2 separate regions of the Ovis aries genome follow, and region 1 is linked to region 2. A link is a contact called in public Hi-C data. All regions are on one chromosome and are shown on one strand. Each heading gives the region's core, a stretch centred on a gene start, on an enhancer-like site or on the middle of the called end of the contact. The rest is flanking DNA. Distances are from core to core; before and after follow the strand shown. Region 1 overlaps PLEKHA6 (pleckstrin homology domain containing A6). Region 2 overlaps REN (renin).

Region 1 (3,121 bases), core at 52-2,551, 170 kb after region 2:
TCCCTCTCTGTTTACACAGCAGAGCGGGAGCAAGACTCATCTGAAAGGCCTAGGTTGGGAGGGAGTGAGGAGGTGGTTTTAAGGGAGGATATTCCAAAGAACGTGCCTCTGTGACTCCATCCATCCTCCACTTTGGAATCCACATCCCCCAGCACTTAGAAGAAAAAGTCCAAAACTCTCAGTCAGGGATTCAGTCTCTGAACACTCGCATGCTCCTGGCCTTTCGAGGGCCTACCTCCCCCACCACACAATACTGGGGACCACTAAACTGGGCGATGCACTGCCCCTCAAATGTGTCTGCCCCTTCCCCATCCAGCCACGCCTGGACGGTGTCTCCTGCCGAAAGGTAATAAGCGGGGAGCGGATAATGGAGCCCGGGTGATAAACTCTCCTTCAGGACCTGAGATTGAGCCCTGGCTCCCAGATGAGGGACTCTGAACGAGTGACCTGGCTGCTGAGCCTCAGTCTTCCTCGTCTGTAAATGGGGCTTGTCTGCTCCGAGCGCCACGCCACGCCTCACTTCTCTCCTCGTCTGTCTCATGCTTTACTGTTCCAAGGTGTGACTCGCCTTTCGGAGGACAGAGCTGGGCAGGTGACGAACGCGCAGATTCGCTGCCCTGGGACTTCTCTCCTTTGCCCTGCGAGGCTCCATCATACTTCCTGGGACACCACCTCCTCTGGGGTCCCCCAGGTTGGGCTCTCTACTGATGATTCCTGTGAGCCAGCCCTGGGCTCCTGGGTGCCTGCCCCCACCCCACCCCTGCAGCCCCTGGCACGGCACTGAGCCCACCCTGACAGAACCAGAGGCACAGGTGCAGAGAGCCCGTCCTGGCCCCATCTTGGAGGAAGCATCCAGGCCAGAACAAGGATGTGACAGCAGCTGGGTGGGGCTCCCTGAGGGGCAGAGGTGCCCGTGCAAGCTGGCACAGTCACAGGGCAGCGTCCTGGTGGGGGGGGCGGGGGCAGCAGGGCCCAGGCTGGGAGCGAGGGTAACGGGGGCGTGCCTCCACAGAAAGGACCTCTGTCCTACCGCCCTCTTAGCCAGCTGAAGAGAGACGCACTCTTGGAGACTGAACTGACAAGCTCCACAGACAGCTGCCTTAGCAGGAAGGAGTCACAGGTCAGGGAAAATCAGGGATGAGTGTTACCCGGCCAGATCTCCAAGCATCAGAGGACTCCACCAGGCCCACAGTGGTTGAGGGGTGGCAGAGGACAGTCAGGATGCCCCTGTCAGCTCAGGGAGGACCCACCCTCTGCAGGGAGCCAGCCCTTTCAAGGCCTCAGTGGGCCGGTCATGCGTGCTTTGGTGCCCTCCAGTGGGTTTATGTGTGCATGAGCACAGGCTTGCAATGGGTTTTACCCACATTTTAACCCTGTGCTTTTTCTCTTCTCCCTGCATATCCTTTCTGTTCAATGACACTTTAAAACTGCACACACGCTTGAGCAATGCCATCAGTTGTGTAATACCAAAGAATGACCTCCCAAGCACCATGAAGGGAAGGATCTATTGAACACAATTATCAGATTTATCTGATGCTGGCCAAATATCAGTATTTGCTCATTGAAATTTGACTCAACCACACTAAAAGGAGAAGAAAAAAGTGAAGCCCAGATTCCAAAGTTATATGGATAGCTGACTTTTATTATTACCTGTTGGAAAGGCAGAGGAACCAGAGATCAAATTGCCAACATCCGCTGAATGATTGAAAAAGCAAGAGAGTTCCAGAAAAACATCTATTTCTGCTTTATTGACTACGCCAGAGACTTTGACTGTGTGGATCACAATAAACTGTGGAAAATTCTGAAAGAGATGGGAATACCAGACCACCTGACCTGCCTCTTGAGAAACCTGTATGCAGGTCAGGAGGCAACAGTTAGAACTGGGTATGGAACAACAGACTGGTTCCAAATAGGAAAAGGAGTACTTCAAGGCTGTATATTGTCACCCCGCTTATTTAACTTCTATGCAGAGTACATCATGTGAAACGCTGGGCAGGAAGAAGCACAAGCTGTAATCAAGATTGCCGGGAGAAATATCAATAACCTCAGATATGCAGATGACACCACCCTTATGGCAGAAAGTGAAGAGGAGTTAAAGATCCTCTTGATGAAAGTGAAAGAGGAGAGTGAAAAGGCTGGCTGAAAGCTCAACATTCAGAAAACTAAGATCATGAAATCTGGTCCCATCACTTCATGGGAAATAGATGGGGTAACAGTGGAAACAGTGTCAGACTTTATTTTGGGGGGCTCCAAAATCACTGCAGATGGTGACTGCAGCCATGAAATTAAAAGACGCTTACTCCTTGGAAGGAAAGTTATGACCAACCTAGATAGCATATTCAAAAGCAAAGACATTATTTTGTCAACAAAAGTCCATCTAGTCAAGGCTATAGTTTTTCCACTGGTCACGTATGGATGTGAGAGTTGGACTGTGAAGAAAGCTGAGCACTGAAGAATTGATGCTTTTGAACCATGGTGTTGGAGAAGACTCTTGAGAGTCCCTTGGACTGCAAGGAGATCCAACCAGTCCATCCTAAAGGAGATCAGTCCTGGGTGTTCATTGGAAGGACTGATGTTGAAGCTGAAACTCCAGTACTTTGTCCACCTCATGCGAAGAGTTGACTCATTGGAAAAGACCCTGATGCTGGGAGGGATTGGGGGCAGGAGGAGAAGGGGACGACAGAGGATGAGATGGCTGGATGGCATCACTGACTCAGTGGACATGAGTTTGAGTAAACTCCGGGAGTTGGTGATGGACAAGGAGGCCTGGTGTGCTGCGATTCACGGGGTCGCAAAGAGTTGGACACGACTGAGCAACTGAACTGAACTGATTCATGTCTGGGGCCCTCAGTCTCTAACTCACCCACCAACCCAATGTCATAAGCCTTTGTAGGGAATTGATTATGCAGGGGACTGTGTGAAAATAAGAAGAGCAGGCCAGAGTCATTCACTCAGTCACTCACTCATTCAGTCTGGGCTTATTGATGCCTCCCTTGTCCAGGAGAGGCACAGAGGATGCTGGAGACAGCTGCGGCATGATGCTAAGAGGCCAGACTCTGAAATCAGGCAGACGTGGGGCTGAATCCCGGCTTTGCTTTCTACAAGCCTCAGGCATTGAACA
Region 2 (3,303 bases), core at 139-2,638:
GGCAGCAGGAGGTACTGAGCTGGGCCTGGCCTGACAGGGGAGTGGCGTGGGGAGGCACTCGGGCCCCTGGTCTCACCACAGGCCGTGTAGAGGGGGCTGCACTTGGTGGACGGCACCCAGAGGTTGGCGGAGCCCGTGTCAAAGATGACTTTGAAGGTCTGTGGTGGGGTGCCGATGCCGATCTCACCATAGTACTGGGTCTGCAGGACGAAGGAGAGGGGTGGTGGCCTGAGGGGCTTGGGGAGCCTTGGGGTCTTGCCTGATATGCCCTTTGGAACTTGGGGTGAAATGAGGCAGACCACGTAGCCTGGGTGGTCTGGGTTTCCATTTTCAGCAGGGACGGAGTCAGAGGCTTAGCAGTGTCTCATGACACGAAGTGGGAGGCTCAGTAAGACCAGAGGGCAAATTAAATGTACTGCCAGTGAAGCAGGGAGGTGCCCCATGCCCCACAGAAATCCTGATGCTTCGCTGAACCCCTGCCCCTGCAACACCTGTACTTGGGGGCCCAGGGCCTGGATTCCTGAGTTCCAAACCTGACCCCACCTCTGGGCTCCTTCCGGTCCTCTGTGCCTCAGTCTTTCCAGCTGTGAAATGGGAATTTCGTGAGGTGCTCAGAAAGGGCAAAAATGCCTTAGGCCCAAGAGAAGAAGGAGAGAGTGAAGTGGGCAAGGGACCAAGCTGGGCACTCACGTCCAGGTAGTTGGTGAGGACCACAGGGGAGGTGCGGTTGCCAAAGGAGAGAGTCTTGGTGAGCTGGCTCCACTCAGCACCCAGCTGGGCCATGTCCACGCCTCGCTCCTTCAGGCTTTCCCGGACTGAGGGCATCTTCTTGAGGAAGATCCTGGCCCATGATGGAGTAATAAAAAGTAGAAGAGCTCTGTCCCCTCCCACAGTAATGGTAGAGTTCTAGAAGCTTCTAATAAAACTACCCCAACCTTAGCCCAGGCACCTAGGGATCACTCTTGAGCTGTTAAGTCTCTGAAGGAGACTCCGTGGTTACCTGTGCTGGTATTAAATGATCCTCAGCTAACTCGCTCCTGTTGCTTGATTTTGCTCACCATTTTAAGGTCATTTGTTCATTCATTCACTCCACAAGCACAGGTTGGACACCTACTCTGTGCCTGCACCTTGCTGGATGCTAGAGATAAAAAGACCATCACCGCCTTCGAGGGGCTCCAGCGGATGGGAAGACGGAGGAGGAAACAGCACTGACGTCCCCCTAAGGAGGTGAAGGTTGGGCATGCCGGCTCACGGCTGGATGGGTGAGGCAGTGCCACGCGGGGCCTGCAGGTGGCAGCACATGCCCGCACGGCCGGGGCGGGGGCTCCAGGAAGCAGCAGGCAGCACCCGGCCAGGGCCCTGGGCCTGGACTGGGCGGGGTCGGGGAATGCAGGCGTCTCCACAGGGCCTGTGCAGCCTGCCCTCGGGAAGAAGCGTCTTCCTGAGCCCAGGTCCCAGGCCCTCCGCTTCTTGTCCCAGTGCTCTCCTGTCACCTTCGGGAGGCGGAGTTAAAGAGAACTGGGAAACTCACGTCGCCCTGAGCTGCCACCGTGCGGGCGCCCAGCGCGGTGCAGGCCACCCTCACCACGTGACCTCGTTCCCATCCTGCAGGCTGGCTGTCCTCACTCCGGGGTGAGGGATGAGGCGACTCAGGAGTAGGTGCAGCAGGGATTCGAGGTGCCCTGACTGGCCCATCTCCCACAGAGGGGTCCCCGGACTCCGACGTGAAGGCTGTGTGCCACAGCCTGAGCCGTTGTTGGGGGTCCCGGGCTTGCAGCCCAAAGTCTGGAGGGTCCCTATTCCTTCTTCTGTACTTGCACTAGCCTTTCCTTCTCAGGCCCCATGCATTTTGCCCACAAACGTGAATGCAACTTTCATGCTTGTTGGTGTTAATATTTTAACAGAAATGACTTGCCATATTCATAACATGGTCTATTGTTCCACAAAGTATTTTCACGACTATGATCTATTTGATTCGTAGCCATCACCTGAGGTGAGTATCTTTACTATTTTCATTTTACAGATGGGAAAATGGAGGGACAGAGAAGGCTAGACCCCAGAGAGGGCTCCTTTTACCCTCTCCTTTTAGAGAATCCCTTCCTTCTCCCCTTTCCCTCCCCCTCCCCCCCACGCCAGCACTTTCCAGCATTTTCCAGCCCTCTAAGGCCAGGGTGCACCCCGCCTCCTGGAAGCCCCCATGCCCCCACGCTGGCCTCCCCTTTGCCTGGGCACCTGCCCCGTTTTCCCCGGGTGTCCGTAACCAGCGCTGCACAGCCTCGTGCCTTCTGTGATGAGGGTGTAGTGGTCGTGGTGATGTGCTCGAATCCCCTCCTACCTGCCTGACTCTGAGCAACTTACCTGACCTCCTCTGGGTCTCTGTAACAATGGACTTAATGGTAGTACCTACCACCGAGAGTACGCACTTTGCAGATTGAGTTGCCCGGTGCTCAGTACATGTTGTAAAAGGTGTCTGTGTGTAAAAGGCAATGACTGCACCTTGAGACTGGAATCGGCCCTTCAGAGCGCCGCAAAGCCTTGCATGGGGATGTTGAGGCTCATGTCAGTTAGCAAAACTCCTCTAAGTACATTTGGAAAGCCTGACTCCCTCTTCACCCTGGTCTAATTTCATTCTTCTCGTTCTGAAGAGACAAGGGAGAATGTTTTTTTCCTTTCCCTCCCTTTATCCTGGGGGTGGGGGCCACGCTCAGACACATACTGCCACTGGGAAGTGCCTCTCCCCCTCACCACGCCCCCAGCCCAGCAGCTACTCTCCCTGGAGCAGAGGAAAGAGGCTTCGGAAACGTGGTGCAGCGTGTGCCCAGGCTGAGCCTCCTACATCGGACCTCCCTGAACCTCAGTGTCCCCAGCTATAAAATGGGACTGTTGGGAGGATGATTTGAGCTGAGACACAGGAAGCAATCCTATGAAGTCCTCAGCATTTTACAGGCCTAGCAACTACCACTGTTACGAAAGCCTGCCCCTTAACTTCAGGTCTTCTGGTCCCATCTGCTTCCCCAGCGTGAAACCCTTTCTCTGGAAGGCCCTCTCCCACCTGCCTCCCCGCTCCTGCAGCCTTGAAGAAGCCTTGTTCCCTCAGGGAAGAAAGTGAAACTGAAAGCCACTCAGTCATGTCCAACTCTCTGCAACCCCATGGACTATACAGTCCATGAAATTCTCCAGGCCTTTCCCTTCTCCAGGGGATCTTCCCAACCCAGGGATCGAACCCAGGTCTCCCGCATTGCAGGCAGATTCTTTACCAGCTGAGCCATCAGGGTTCCCTCAGGGCCTGTCGCCAAATATGGA

Evidence for each region. A called contact is a pair of places that touch in the nucleus more often than the background predicts.
Region 1: a Hi-C map of hypothalamus shows a contact between it and region 2, with 4 times the contacts expected there. The contact joins two enhancer-like sites. A contact is called at or near these places in 4 of 16 Hi-C or Micro-C datasets (hypothalamus, muscle and tail adipose tissue).

The regions. Positions count from the first base shown.
Region 1 is chr12:1,957,875-1,960,995 of ARS-UI_Ramb_v3.0, forward strand. The region is part of intron 3 of PLEKHA6 (pleckstrin homology domain containing A6); the gene reads right to left. Among named protein-coding and RNA genes, the nearest start is that of PLEKHA6, 15 kb to the right of the region's middle. Within about 2 kb of position 1,302, at least 4 of the 54 cell types and tissues checked have an H3K27ac peak or open chromatin away from gene starts, as enhancers often do. A contact at or near this core is called in hypothalamus, where this site is marked.
Region 2 is chr12:1,788,498-1,791,800 of ARS-UI_Ramb_v3.0, forward strand. It overlaps REN (renin), which reads right to left. Exons shown (of 10, transcript NM_001009299.1): 2 at 691-841; 3 at 77-200. Among named protein-coding and RNA genes, the nearest start is that of REN, 2.6 kb to the right of the region's middle. Within about 2 kb of position 1,389, at least 22 of the 54 cell types and tissues checked have an H3K27ac peak or open chromatin away from gene starts, as enhancers often do. A contact at or near this core is called in hypothalamus, where this site is marked.